3 separate regions of the Mus musculus genome follow, and regions 1 and 3 are each linked to region 2. Evidence: chromatin contacts called from public Hi-C data. All regions are on one chromosome and are shown on one strand. The core of a region is the stretch at or near the end of the contact, and the rest is flanking DNA. Distances in the headings are between cores, read along the strand shown. Region 1 overlaps Pip4k2a (phosphatidylinositol-5-phosphate 4-kinase, type II, alpha). Region 2 overlaps Pip4k2a (phosphatidylinositol-5-phosphate 4-kinase, type II, alpha). Region 3 overlaps Pip4k2a (phosphatidylinositol-5-phosphate 4-kinase, type II, alpha).

Region 1 (4,507 bases), core at 316-2,815, 77 kb before region 2:
AAAGGCTACAGATGGGAGTCAGGGCAACACGGGGCAGGACAAAAGGGTCTGCAATAAAAACAACTCAGTACAAATCACAGCCCAACAGCAATGCCCCTACTCCCACCAGACCCATTTATTTGCAGAGAAACACAGCTGGACTGACCGGTCTCCGGCTTCCTTTTATAATTATTAATCAGGATAAATTGGTGTTGTTAATTCCCAGAGATTTGGGAAATGGCCAACGATTTCCTCTTAGTTTATGAAACAGAAAAACTAATGATAAATGTACACAAACTACAAAATATGCTATATTCATTGGCTATAGCTTTCCTTCTTTACATTTGGTAATTTCATATCATAAACTATCAGTCTTTAAAAGTTGTCCTAAGTAGATATAATGTTCTAACTTGTTCCAAGAAAAAAGCAGACAAAATCAATATTGATAAAAAGTCTCACATTAAGTATAAACTAATTTTAAACTCTGAATTTCTTTTCTAAAAATAAATGAATTTTATCTGTGTGTAATGTATATGCATGGATACATGTGAATGTGTGTGTGTACATGTATGTAAGACGGAAGTTGATGCCAGGTGTCTTGGTCTTTCACTGAACCTGAGGCTCACCAGTTTGGCTAGGCTGGCTGGCTAGCTATCCAAGCCCCCAGCACCCTCCTGCCTCTTCCTCTCCAGCATCTGGATTACTGAAGTATGTTGTTTTATGTGGCTGCCTGAAATCAAAACTCAGGTCTTCGTTCTTTCACGGTAAACACTACACCTACTGAGGCACATCTCCTGTGCCCCTAGACATTCTCTTACTTTTTAAGTAAACATACACTCACTTGTGCGCATATGTGTATGGCCCTGTGTGGTAACTGTTCTTGTCTATCATGTGGGTTTTGGAAATTAAACTTAGATCATCAGGATTGGCACCACGTGCCCTTATCCACAGAGCTGCCCTGCCAATTTCTAAACATTCCTTTTCGGTGGCTTTACTTAGAAACCACTCACAGACCATACCACTCACCTAAAGCGTCCAACTCAGAAGGTTTCGTGAGTTTGCAAAGCCGTGCAGCTACTGTCCTGTCCTTTTTACAGCATTTTTAGCAACCTGTCTACATTTCTGTTCCGATTCCCTTTCTCTGTCCCCTTCTGAGGGTTTCTTGTTGTGGTACATTTGCCTGATCTGGACATTTCACAGTTAAAAGGTGCTGCAGTTGGCCCACACATTTTTATCCAATGGCCCAGAAACACAGGTATCACTGCACGAGGCCATGGGCGGCACAGCTGTGAAAGCTACAGACCCCAGGCTGACCCAGGCTGAGGACGGAGACACAAGTGACCTCTGCTCATTCCAGTGCTGAGCTGTAACTGTGGGGGACAAGTCACAGGCAGCAGATGTTGCTTCTAAGGCTGACTCTGGCTTTCTGGGTAGCTGAGGGTAAAATGTCTATCTGGATGAAAGCTGCGGTTCTAAGACAAAGCTATGGTGATGGGCAGATAAAACGACGTCCCTTTTAAACCCAATCATACAAGTTGGTACTTAAGTTCCCTTTTCCATAGATATGTCTTGTGACATCTGATATCCTGTCTCAAGCCTCAGCAGCTGTGTTTGAGGCTCTGGTGTTCTGGCAGCCCTCGACAGGAAATAAAGCAAGCTAATGAGGGAAGTTCCCCTGCGATGGTCTTCCCGTATTTATAATTGGAAATTTACTGTCCTTCCGCTTTCAGAAAAGGATTAACAGTGCCCTCCTTCCCACCCTCCTCCTCTAATGGTGGGCACCGAGGGTGTTTACTTCCACAGTGGGAGGTCCAGGCTTAGTGGAGCCTCCAAAAGGGGAGAAATCATAAAGGTCAATTTAATTAGCTCATTCCAATCACCAGTCCTTTATAGTTCTCATAAAACATCCTGCTTTAGTAACTGTCACTTCCCCCAGCACCTTCGTTGAAAATACCAAGCATTTTTTCACACTTAACTCTCTTGACCTAATCTCCTATCTCCATATAGTTTTGCTATTTTGCTACTTGTAGCTTGCACATTCTGGCAAAAGTCACTTGTGAAGGGCCAGCGGGATGTCTCAGGGTGGAAAGGTGCTTGCAGCCAAGCCTGATGACCGAGTTGGATTCCTGAGAACCACATGATGGAAGAAAGAACTGAGGTTGTCTTCTGACACTTACACACTTATTGACACTGACATCTCACATTTGCACACTTGCCATTTGTGTACTGTGGCACCTCAGCCCACTCCTTATCATAATTCACACACACTATAAATAAATAAATAAATAAATAAATAAATGTAGGTTTTATTTTAAAAAAATCATATGCGGAACCTTTAAAAAACGTTAGTCAAAAGGAAGACTACTTGAAAAACAATCCGTTCTACCAAGCTCCAATGTGGGAAAGCACTTAGCTTCCTAGGAGGAGCTGTCAATATTATGCACAAGAAGCTGTATTTGTAACTCTTTAAGTCACTGTGACCAAAACAACTTAAGTAGGAAGGTGTTATTTGGGTTAGAGGTTTGGGAGTGCTTAGTACAGCTTGGACCCAGGGCTTGAGCAGGACATCATGGCAACAGAGAGTGGTGGAGGATATGACAGGCGGGAAACACAGAGTGAAGATGGAGCTTAGCTGAGAGACCTGGGAAAGTTTGTTGCCCCACCCCTATCCCATATCACAGATGAAACTGAGACCCACCACGGTGGGTGAACATGGGCATAGTGGCTGAAGACCCAGGGTTCATCTAGACTCTCATGAAGCGTTCTTTTCCCAGTGTGGGCACCTGTTTTACGAACCAGAAGCCTAGACACCTGTTGACAACTCAGGATTATGACTCCATGCCTCAGATCACAGAGTCAGAAGGAAAGAGCGATTATCCCTCAGAGAGTTGTATTCTGGGTTTCCCTTGGACATATGGGAGCAAGCACAGGTGGGCTTCTGATATCATGAGAATGTTAAAGACCAACAAGCTAACTTGACCATCACTGTGGAGTCATTAAAGGTGGACTGTGCTCAAAGCCTGGTGTTAAGTTCTTATTAAAGGAAGTGGGAGCAGTGACCCTAAACACAGAATGGCTTCCGTTTTACAGTACAGCAAAACATTTAATGCTTATCAATAATGAAACAACTATCAGAGAAAAAGACTACAATGAACGGTAACAGAGAACACGGTGCAGGGGCCTCACAGAACATTATGAGAACAGTGTTTTAAACTCTCTGGTGGACTTGATTTTGGAGCTCTAACACTAGATGCTCCGAGGCTCATGAAATGGAAACATTGTGTTTACCTTGCTTGCACACGGGGATGTACAGCAGGTTCCAGGCAGGAAACACAGGCCCAGCAGGAAAACAGTGCTTGAAGGAGGGGTAGAGACACTGTGATGGGGAGGGAGGAGAATCATCTTCTCAACTTTCAGAGAAGAGAGGAAAACATCCAAGAAACGGGATGCAGATTGGGGTGATGTGGAGTGCATCTTATGCTTCTTAAGGCTGAGCATCCGAGATGGAATGCCTGTGTGTTTTAGCCCAAGTGTCCACGAACAGGATGGAGTAACTACCCAGGGCCCCATGGGAATGCGGAACGTGGCTATCCAGGGAGAACAAACTGCAAGAGTGAGCTGGACAAACCCAAAAACTGTGGTGGTTTGAACAATCTTGGCGCATGGGAAGTGACACTATTAGGAGGTATGTTCTTGTTGGAGTAGGTGTGTCCTTGTTGGGGGAAGTGTGTTACTGTACAAGTGAACTTTGAGGTCCTATGCTTAAGCTCCACCCAGGGCAAAAGAGACCTTCCTGCTGACTACCTGTGGGAGACAGTCTCCTCATGGCTGATGATCAAGATATAGAACTCTCAACTTCAATAGCAAGATGTCAGCCTGGATGCTGACATGCTTCCTGCCATGATAATGGACTGAACCTCTGAACCTGCAAGCCCGCCTCAATTATATTTGCCTTTATAAGAGAGTTGCCTTGGCCTTGGCGTCTCTTCACAACAATAAAAGCCCAACTAAGATACCAGCAGCCCAGAGGGGAAGAGACAAGAGTTGAAACAGTGCACAGAGCAAGAACATACAGGTGGGGACACTCGGTATGACTGTCGAGAGACAGAATCCAGGAAGGCTCCCACAAGGGTTCCTATGGCCAAGCTTCCTGGAGCTGGGCCTCTCCCCCAGACTCCTACTGAGTGGCCAACAGTCTTGTGTGTACTTCATGATCTCCAAGCCACAGGTCAGAAACTCAACTTTATCTTCCCCTCTCTTCTTGCATTAAACTCCCAATTCCCTTCCATGACTCAAAATCCTGCTGCTCTTCCTACTCATGTAGGGTTGATCACAAGAGGGCACCTGATGCCCTCTTCTGGCCACTGTGGGTACCTGCACTCATGTGGCATACACACGTAAACATGAATAAAAAATAAGACTTTTAAAAATTATTTACTACCCCCTTCCCAGATTTCAGGGTCTGGGACATGGCTCAGTAGATAAAGTACTTGCCACCTGAGTTAGGATCTACACACATCCACATAAA
Region 2 (3,900 bases), core at 1,163-3,662:
GTACGGAGGCTAGAAGCATCCAGGCCTAGGCCTAGGATAGTTACAACAGAGAAGGAAGCACTCTGGGCTCAGCCCAAGCCATGTTTTCACACAGCTTGTGTGTGGCTCTCATCTCATCACTTCATCTGAGGGGAAAAAAAAGCAACATTTTGTATCTTCCTAAGGCTGATTCCAGATTCTACAAGTGCATATTGCTCTTAGATAGCTACTTCTCCGGAAATGAGGGTCTATCGATAAGAACACTATCCATTTCAGTCCTAGCTAGATGACACATTATGTCTCTGACAAGAAGGAAGAAAAAGGAAAAAAAAGAACCAGATAGGTGATATCAAGGACATTTGTTTGGATGCAAAGACACTGACTCAGCAAATGTGAAAAGGAAACTAGTCTGCAAGAAGTTAGACTCCAGCAGAGGACCACTAGTTAGCTGGACAGTTATCAGCCACACTACCCATAGAAGAATACAGCATACACATAAGCATGGTCCAGAGTAGGCATACAATCCAGCCCTGCTTCCACTGTTGAGTGCTGTCCCAAAATGTCTGTCCATGATCTCATCTACAGAAAAGGGATTGGGAGGGGGGGTGGTAAGTCCACAAGAACTGTCTTGTTCTAACATTTTAAGACGTTTGAAACAAATCTAGAAGCTGGTAAGATGCACATGTGCAGTCACTTCTTCATTCACACACTGGGTCTGAAAGTCTGCAAAGGAGTGTTTCAGGAAGAGGAATAAGCAACATATCAGATCAGGACTAAAACAATCTATCAGGTGCAAGAAGAAGCGACGGGAACACCCAGAACTCCTACTTCTAGATAATTTTACCCTAAAAGGTAAGAAATGAGTCAGTGAGATAGCTCAGTTGGTAAGGGTGCTACTGTCAGTCCTGGTGGCCTGAGCTCAATGTCTCAAGTCCCACATGGTGTAAAGAGGCAACTCCTGCATGTTGTGCTCTGACCCCATACATGCACGAAGGCACACATGCCTCCATCCATGCACATACTAAATAAATAACTGGTTCTCAACCTGGGGGCTGTGACCTTTTTGGTTCTATATCAGATAGCCTGCATATCAGATATGTATTTTACAATTCACAACAGTAACAAAATTACAGCTGAAATAGCAATAGAATTATTTTATGGTTGGGGGCCACCACAACATGAGGAGCTGTAAAGAACCACTAAAATATATAAATGTAATAAAAAACAGCAAGAAACTCAGCATTTATAATGTACCAGCAGCCTTGATTTAGGCTACCTGTCACAAAACTGGGCTATCTCTTTGATAAGAACCTGTAACAGTTTGACTGTAATGTTCTCCACAGGGCTTCTCCCTTTACACATTAGTGAGTCTCCTAATGTCATCCTTGTCTGGGTCCATGCTCAGGTAGCCACTTATACATCTCCTCTCAATTGGTGCATCTAAAAGTTCTACGGAAAACTTTCTAATATACACAACACACCATCGCAATGGTCTTTGCTTTGTATAAGTAGCCCGATCAATTGAGTATTCAATGGTGTCTCGTTTGGAAGATCCAAAAATGGAAATATATTATTTTAAAGTAGCATTTGATCATTCCAGCTACAGGAAAATTGATCCATCCAAAATAGTTCTCTAATATGAGAATTTTTGGAAGTCTTGTGGGAGGAAACAAGGTATACTCTTGTCTCTACCTCTTAAAAACAGAAAGGGCACAAGAGATTTAGACCCATAATTTTAGAGATTCTGCTTTTAAACAAATGAAAAAGTACCTAAGTCACTCACACTGAAAAGTCCCTGCTTCCCAAAGCCTGGAGGTTCTGTTTTATGCCAACATTTGTATTTTTAAGTGACAACAAAATAAAGTATAATTTTTTATTAGAATTGTCCAAGCTAAATATATACTATCATCTTTTACAGAGGACTTTTAATTTTGTTTTTATTTAATTTTAAACTATAAAAAAGTAAGAATCAGGGGGCTGGAGAAACAGTTCAGCTGGTTAGAACTCTGGCTGCTCTCTCAGAGGACCCAGGTTTGACTGCCAGAACCCACAAGTTACAGTTATCTGTAACTCCAATTCCAGAGGGTCATATGCCCTGTTCTGGCCTCTGCAGGCACCAGGCACATTCACGATACACAGAGACACATGCAGGCAAAATGCCCATACATATAAAATGAAAAGATTTTAATTAAATGAAATTAAAAATAAAAGAGAATCAATTGAGGCTCAACTTTTATGAAAAGAAGTTTTGCAAGGGCTCTATTTAAAGCCCTTCTTAGATTCTTGTAAGTAGCAGTGACAGTTACCAGGTTGTAGCAACACATCCTCACACTGGAAGCGTGGATCTCCATGGAGCTCTGGTCTATAAGCATGTACTTGTCTTTCTCACTGTTTCCCCTTCCCTGTCTGGCCACACCAAGCTTGGGGAAGGAGCTGCGGTATCAGATGACTACCTCATTAACATCAGATGATGTATCTAACACTGCAGGCACACACTGAATCAAACAGCCAAGGCTGACAGGACCACAGAGAGATGACAGCATCCAACCTCTGAAAGCAAACACACACACTCTAATTATGGACCCAAAGGGATGTCGTGTTAAATTTTCTGAACATTTTCATCTGAATCATACAAAGGTCAAGTGCAGGGCTGAGTGGTCAGGCTGGCTACAAACTCCTGCCATCAAATGCTCTGGCCCGAGTGCAACACACACCAACTGTAAATGCTGCTAACGTTCTTCTGGGGTTCAGGAACCATCTGCCTGGAAGATTATCCACCTCTGGCTGATACCTGCCCACCACTGTTCTCTCCAGCTAACTGCCAGGAAACAAAAAGAAAGAAAGACTGGAGGGGAGGGAGGGGAGGGGAGGGGAGGAGAGCAGGCTTTAAGACCCCCAGAGTCTCCAGGAGAACCCAAAAAGAACTGTGAGCAGCTTCCCTCCACTGTCAGCCTCAGGCCAGGTTGCTTTCCCGGAAGCAGAGCGCACACCTCCAGCCCTGACACTCCACAGCACACATATATGTTCCAGTTTTGTTGAGCTGGAGAAAATTCCTATGAACAGAGATCTTAGAGTCTATGAGTCAGCCTTGCATCCCTGTGAGAAAATATATGAATCCCTTGCATTCATATAAAATATATGAATTAATCAACTTCAAAATAAGGATTATTGGCTCCTGGTTACCTGGCTACTCTGGGCCTGTGGAGCCGATCCATCATGATGCATTATTTCTACCTAGCATCTGGTACAAGACCTGCTCCCTCCATGGGAGAAAGAGAAGAAACTAAAGAGGAAAGGCTAAGAGAGGAGGACCCAGGGCCACAAAATCTCCTTCTAGGGCAAGTACCACAGACCAAACTTCCTTTTATCAGGCACTTGCTCAATTCTTTACCACCACCCACACAGTGCTGCAGCTAGGAACACTAGGCTTTCAGAGGTCATTAGAAATAGAGAACTATAGCAAAAGTTATGCCATATATAAACAAAAGGCATCCTTTACTGGTATTCAACTTTGAAATATTCAAAGCAAGACACAGGGTGAAGAAGTTAACTCTAAAACGAAGACATCTTTTAGAATGTGGTAGGGTAGCACATGTCATGACCCTATAGTATGCCTACACTTTCACCATGTAATTCCCATGAAGGACACTGTGTCCTAGGGGGTCAGTCAACATAAGAGTAAATGTTACCCAGACAGCAGCAGCACTTACAACAGTAAAGGCTAGAGCCAATGGACAGAACATGAAACCGTCCTTAACATAAAACTATGCATTACAAATTAAAATCTGCAGGGGATATTAACACACAAGCTTGGAAGGCAGAGTCGAGCAGATCTCTGTGAACCAGCTTGGTCTACATAGCAAGTATTAGGCTAAAGGTTTGTATTTTTCTCAAAAGCAACAATAGTAACAACAACAAAAA
Region 3 (4,487 bases), core at 1,581-4,080, 100 kb before region 2:
AACATTAAGAGAACCTGTGTTAATTAAGGAACCGCTATGTCTCCAGTGAAACAGGTATGACTATAAAACCACACACTGGGACCAGTGCTTGCAACTGACCACGGGTATTAATGAACAGGGTACAAATGCTCCAGGCTAACTAAGATAGCACTGACATTAAGTCTTGGTGTGTTATTAAAGAATATCTACAATTACTCCCCAAACTCCACATCTCTCCTTCCCAACTACACATTTGTGTGGACTCAGCTGTTTTTCCCAGTTACTCATGCAAATACCGCTAAGTATTGACAGCAGGATCGGACAGGACATTTCAACTGTCCCTAATGAATCCACACAGTACAGAGCCCTGAAATCAGGGGCAGGAGAGGACTAGGAGGGAAGGAGGCGTCGGGAGGAGTGCACCATATACAAACACGAAAGCCAAAGGACACATTTAACTAAAACAAAATGTAAAGCCATGGGGGTGAGCTGTGTGAGGGGAGGAAGGGGTGCAGAATTCCAGATGTGAGGTGAATAAATAAATTAATTAATTAATAGAAAGAACTGTAAAACCATGAGGCTTGACTCACTAATATTTTGCTTTTGAAAAATACAGCTGTCATAAAAATTCATTAATATGTAGTAGTTTAATATTATTTAAAATAACTATAAATATCAATAGTTTAGTGTTTCTCATAAATTTCTTTCAAGCAAAGATTTATTCTTATTTATATGTAAGGGAATACAAGGGAGCCTATATATTTATATGTAAGGGTTTATGGGGGCGACCAGAAGAGGGTGTCAGACCCCCTGGAAGTGGGAGTTAAAGGTGGTTATGAGCCGCCAGATCCTGGGAACTAAATTCGTGTCCTCTGGAAGAGCAGCAAGTACTCTTAACTGCAGAGCCATCTCTCCAGCCCTGCTTCTATTTCTAATACTGTAGATATCTAGACATAACCAACAGAAGGCAAAGCTTTTTAGGGTGCTCTTTTGTGCATGTGAATGAATCCTAAGATTAAACAAAACAAAACAACCAACCAACCAACCAACCAACCAAACAAACAAACAAACAAAAAACCAAAATCCTTAGAACTGAGTACCACAGATCAGGGGAAGATGAACTTTTTCAGGGTCAGAGAGTAAATATCTTAGCCTCATGGTCCATACAGTATCTCTGGTCACTGCTCACGGTGCCCCGTACAGTGTGAGAGCATAGATAACACAGAAACCATGCACGTGATGACACAGCAACAGAACTTTATAAAGATGCAACCCCTCTTGGTCTTGGCATACATACACTGTCAGAGTTGGCTGTCTAAAAGTCAGGTCATGTCACTGAATTCAGAATTCTCCAGTGGTCTCATTTTAAATTGTTGGTATGTCTGATCTCAGGCTTTTCCCTTTGTCATTTCTCTTGAGATGGGACCAATGCCACCCTTCCAGATGCACCTTACCTAACATCCTAGCTGGAAATGTATGCCTTGGTAGGCCTGGTGGTACAGGCCTGTGGTCCCAGGCACTAGGCAAGCTGAGGCAAGGTGTTAACACTCAAGGTCTGTGTTGGCTTCTGGATGAGTTCAATGCTAGCCTGGGCTAACCTTGTCTCAAAATAAGAGGAAAACTGGCTGAGATTGTGGCTTAGTAGTAGAGTGCTTGTTTACTGTTAATAAAAACTAGTGTGACGTTCCCCCCGTTCATTTCCATCCACAGCGCTCATTATTTATCAATAATAATCAATAATAATGATAGTAATCATCCCTACTTAAAGATCTGTTCGGTTTTCTTTTATCATCGTATGTGTGTGTTTTATGCACGTGAAGTAGAGGACAGGAGGCCAACTTCTGGGAACCAATTCTTTCCTTCTAGCCTGGATTCTGAAGAGTGACCTTGGGCTATGAGGCTTAGGGGGCAAGTGCCCCCAGTTTACCTGCTGGGCCACCTTGCTGTCCCTGGTCTGTTTAACTCATAAACTATCCCCAGCACTTAGCTACTACATGGCATGTGGTACTACATGGCATGTGGCTGACATGCTTGTAATAACATGGGCTGCTTAATCCTACGTGCTGGCAACTGCCTGCTAGATTCAAGCTCTTGAAGCACCCTGACCATTTTGTTCACATGATAACATAAACAATATGGGCGAGTAGGCTTGTGCAAATGAACGTGAAACTTATTGAAAATTATCAAAGTCAACCTCACCTTTAAGTCGTATTTCCTATATACAGATAGCCGGTGGCTGAACACATTCCTTGTAACAATCACATATATTTCCACTCCATCGACATTAAGCCGGTACATTCCCAAGAACTGAGGAAGAAGTGTGACCCCATGACATTCCACTATATACTGTATAGGAGAGAGAGAAAGGAAAAGTAGCTGTCAAAACGTGGTGTATCGTTTATATAAAGTAGAAATGTCCAATTCTTGAGGTTTTATTTTCGGAAAACATTTAAGCTGCTTTATGCTGCTCACCTATCAGATCTGTGTTCTCTCTCTATATATAAATCTGAACATTTAATCTTACCACTAAAGATATTCTTTTCCTAGTAGCCCAACTAATCTGTAATGTCAAAATTGAACACAGTGGCTCAAGGCAAGAAAGGAAACCCCTTTGAAGTGAAGGACTGTCCACCTCTGTCCTCCTCCCCCTCCCCTGAGAATGATTCACCACTAGATCAAGACCTTTGAGGGTAGTGAGGCAGAGGGTGAAGAAGAGGATGCTGGGAGTCTGGTGCTGGAAGCTTGGGTGTTCTGCTTTCCATCTTGATTTCAGTGGGTATGAAGGGGCCCTGAGTTAACGACAAGTCAGCTTTCTTTGACTAGGTGCTAGGTGCCATCAAGTCCCAGGGTTGCAAAAACACAGCATGACTTGGGTCATACGCCAATGAGCCACAAGAGGGAGCTACTTCCTCTTGGAAGTAGCCATTGATAAACTACCACAGGGACCTTTAAAATGGGTGTGTGTGTGTGAGTGTGTGTGTGTGTCTAAATGAGCCTTTTGTGTGTGTGTGTCTAAATGAGCCCATGACACAGATTAAACCTCCAGCATAGTACCAACACCCCAAATCCAATGTTGTAAACACCCTACCCATTTGCCTGCACCAGATGCCTGGAAGGATGACTACCAATGTTTTAAGGGTTGTATTTTGGATTATTCTGGGGAGTGTGCCTGTGTGCATGTGCATGTGTATTGCATACATGTACCTCAGTGCTGAGGTTACAGGTACACGCTCCCATGCTTGGCTTTTTACATGGGCATCGGGGATTCAAACTTGATCTTTACAAAACAAGTCACAGAGTCATCTCTTTAACCCCTATTTTGAGTCTTTAAAAAGGGTTACACTGTTTGATTTAAACAACAACAACAACAACAACAACAACACTTTAACAAAAACATTCTAATTGGATTTTTTAGTGATAAACATTATTAGTAATCAACTCTAGGAATATTTAATTAGCGAAAGAAGAAAAAAGTTCTCAATCTTGCTCATTGGAGCTACACAGCATCTGTCACTGCAGCTGGTTTTAGTTCTGCAGTCCTGACAGATGTCCAAGATGCTTCAGATTTCCCCTGCCTTACAGGTAACAGCTGAGATGTATATTTGAGCTCAGTCTATTTTTTTTTTTCCCACGGAGTTTCTCCTCAGCTTGTTACTTGAAATCAGATGAGTGGAGCTTAATTTCAAACCAATAAATGGACTTGAGGTTTGCTAATGCACAACAGGTGGTTAATAGTTCTCGGTTGAAAAGGAAATTTCCCACAGCAATTGAAGGGATTAAAAAGTGTGTTGTTTGCCAGTAGTAGAAGGTGGATGAGCAGTCTTAGTTTCATCTTCCAGAAACTGAGTACCCAAACAGCTGTGAGGATGGCAAGTTAGAGGATGTCAAAAGACCCCACACCAGTCTGTACTGAACACTTATCAATGACGTGATGTTAGCTGTCACTCAAGACCTAGGTAGGAAACTGGAACATCACACCGATCTCTCCCTTGCTTGGAACGTCTAACAGTCAAGTCTGCTCTGCGGCTCACTCTACGGCAAGCATCATCTTGCATACCTGGATTTTTCCCTTGAGGCCGGTACTGGCTGATCAACTCCTCCACTCACATTCTTATCCTTGATAAAGCACATGACCTTTCAGCCAAAGGGTCCATCCCTAGTACCACAAACAACAAGGAATGCCAAGATGGAGATCTGTACACAGCCACAGACAGCCTGGCTCACCGTGGTACCACCCATAGTGACCAATGCTAAGGAGCAGTACTCGGGGAACTGACAAGCTTCAGTTTTGGAAATATGCCCACACAGGTTATACACTACAATTTCCTTGCCTCCAGAGTAGATAGTGGGGCACAAACAATCAACTCGGATGCATTTTGTTCACGAGTGTCAGCTGTACTTACTTTTCCCATGGGGCTCTTTGATGAACACAGATGAAATGAACTTCCAACTCCCGAGTGTATAAACAAACGAGCCCACAAATTATATCAAAGCCTGTCTTTTACCGT

What was found. Hi-C and Micro-C count contacts between places; a contact is called where the count stands out from the background.
Region 1: a Hi-C map of bone marrow-derived dendritic cells shows a contact between it and region 2, with 3 times the contacts expected there. The contact joins two enhancer-like sites. A contact is called at or near these places in 6 of 484 Hi-C or Micro-C datasets (the AML12 cell line, B cells, bone marrow-derived dendritic cells and 2 more), 2 of 115 datasets of contacts at active chromatin or transcription factors (the HPC-7 cell line and microglia) and 1 of 9 other capture datasets (adipose tissue).
Region 3: a Hi-C map of bone marrow-derived macrophages shows a contact between it and region 2, with 31 read pairs. The contact joins two enhancer-like sites. A contact is called at or near these places in 2 of 15 datasets of contacts at CTCF or cohesin (large pre-B cells and pro-B cells), 14 of 484 Hi-C or Micro-C datasets (the C2C12 cell line, CD4 single positive thymocytes, DN2 thymocytes and 9 more), 1 of 115 datasets of contacts at active chromatin or transcription factors (microglia) and 1 of 9 other capture datasets (pancreatic islet).

Annotation. Positions count from the first base shown.
Region 1 is chr2:18,896,501-18,901,007 of GRCm38.p6, forward strand. The region is part of intron 3 of Pip4k2a (phosphatidylinositol-5-phosphate 4-kinase, type II, alpha); the gene reads right to left. Among named protein-coding and RNA genes, the nearest start is that of Gm33534, 20 kb to the left of the region's middle. Within about 2 kb of position 1,566, at least 116 of the 459 cell types and tissues checked have an H3K27ac peak or open chromatin away from gene starts, as enhancers often do. A contact at or near this core is called in the HPC-7 cell line, bone marrow-derived dendritic cells and bone marrow-derived macrophages, where this site is marked.
Region 2 is chr2:18,973,024-18,976,923 of GRCm38.p6, forward strand. The region is part of intron 1 of Pip4k2a (phosphatidylinositol-5-phosphate 4-kinase, type II, alpha); the gene reads right to left. Among named protein-coding and RNA genes, the nearest start is that of Pip4k2a, 23 kb to the right of the region's middle. Within about 2 kb of position 2,413, at least 43 of the 459 cell types and tissues checked have an H3K27ac peak or open chromatin away from gene starts, as enhancers often do. A contact at or near this core is called in the HPC-7 cell line, bone marrow-derived dendritic cells and bone marrow-derived macrophages, where this site is marked.
Region 3 is chr2:18,870,106-18,874,592 of GRCm38.p6, forward strand. Pip4k2a (phosphatidylinositol-5-phosphate 4-kinase, type II, alpha) reads right to left here. Exons shown (of 10, transcript NM_008845.4): 5 at 2,179-2,325. It overlaps Gm33534 (a long non-coding RNA gene), which reads right to left. Exons shown (of 2, transcript XR_374031.3): 2 at 3,279-4,135. Among named protein-coding and RNA genes, the nearest start is that of Gm33534, 6.6 kb to the right of the region's middle. Within about 2 kb of position 2,831, at least 12 of the 459 cell types and tissues checked have an H3K27ac peak or open chromatin away from gene starts, as enhancers often do. A contact at or near this core is called in bone marrow-derived macrophages, where this site is marked.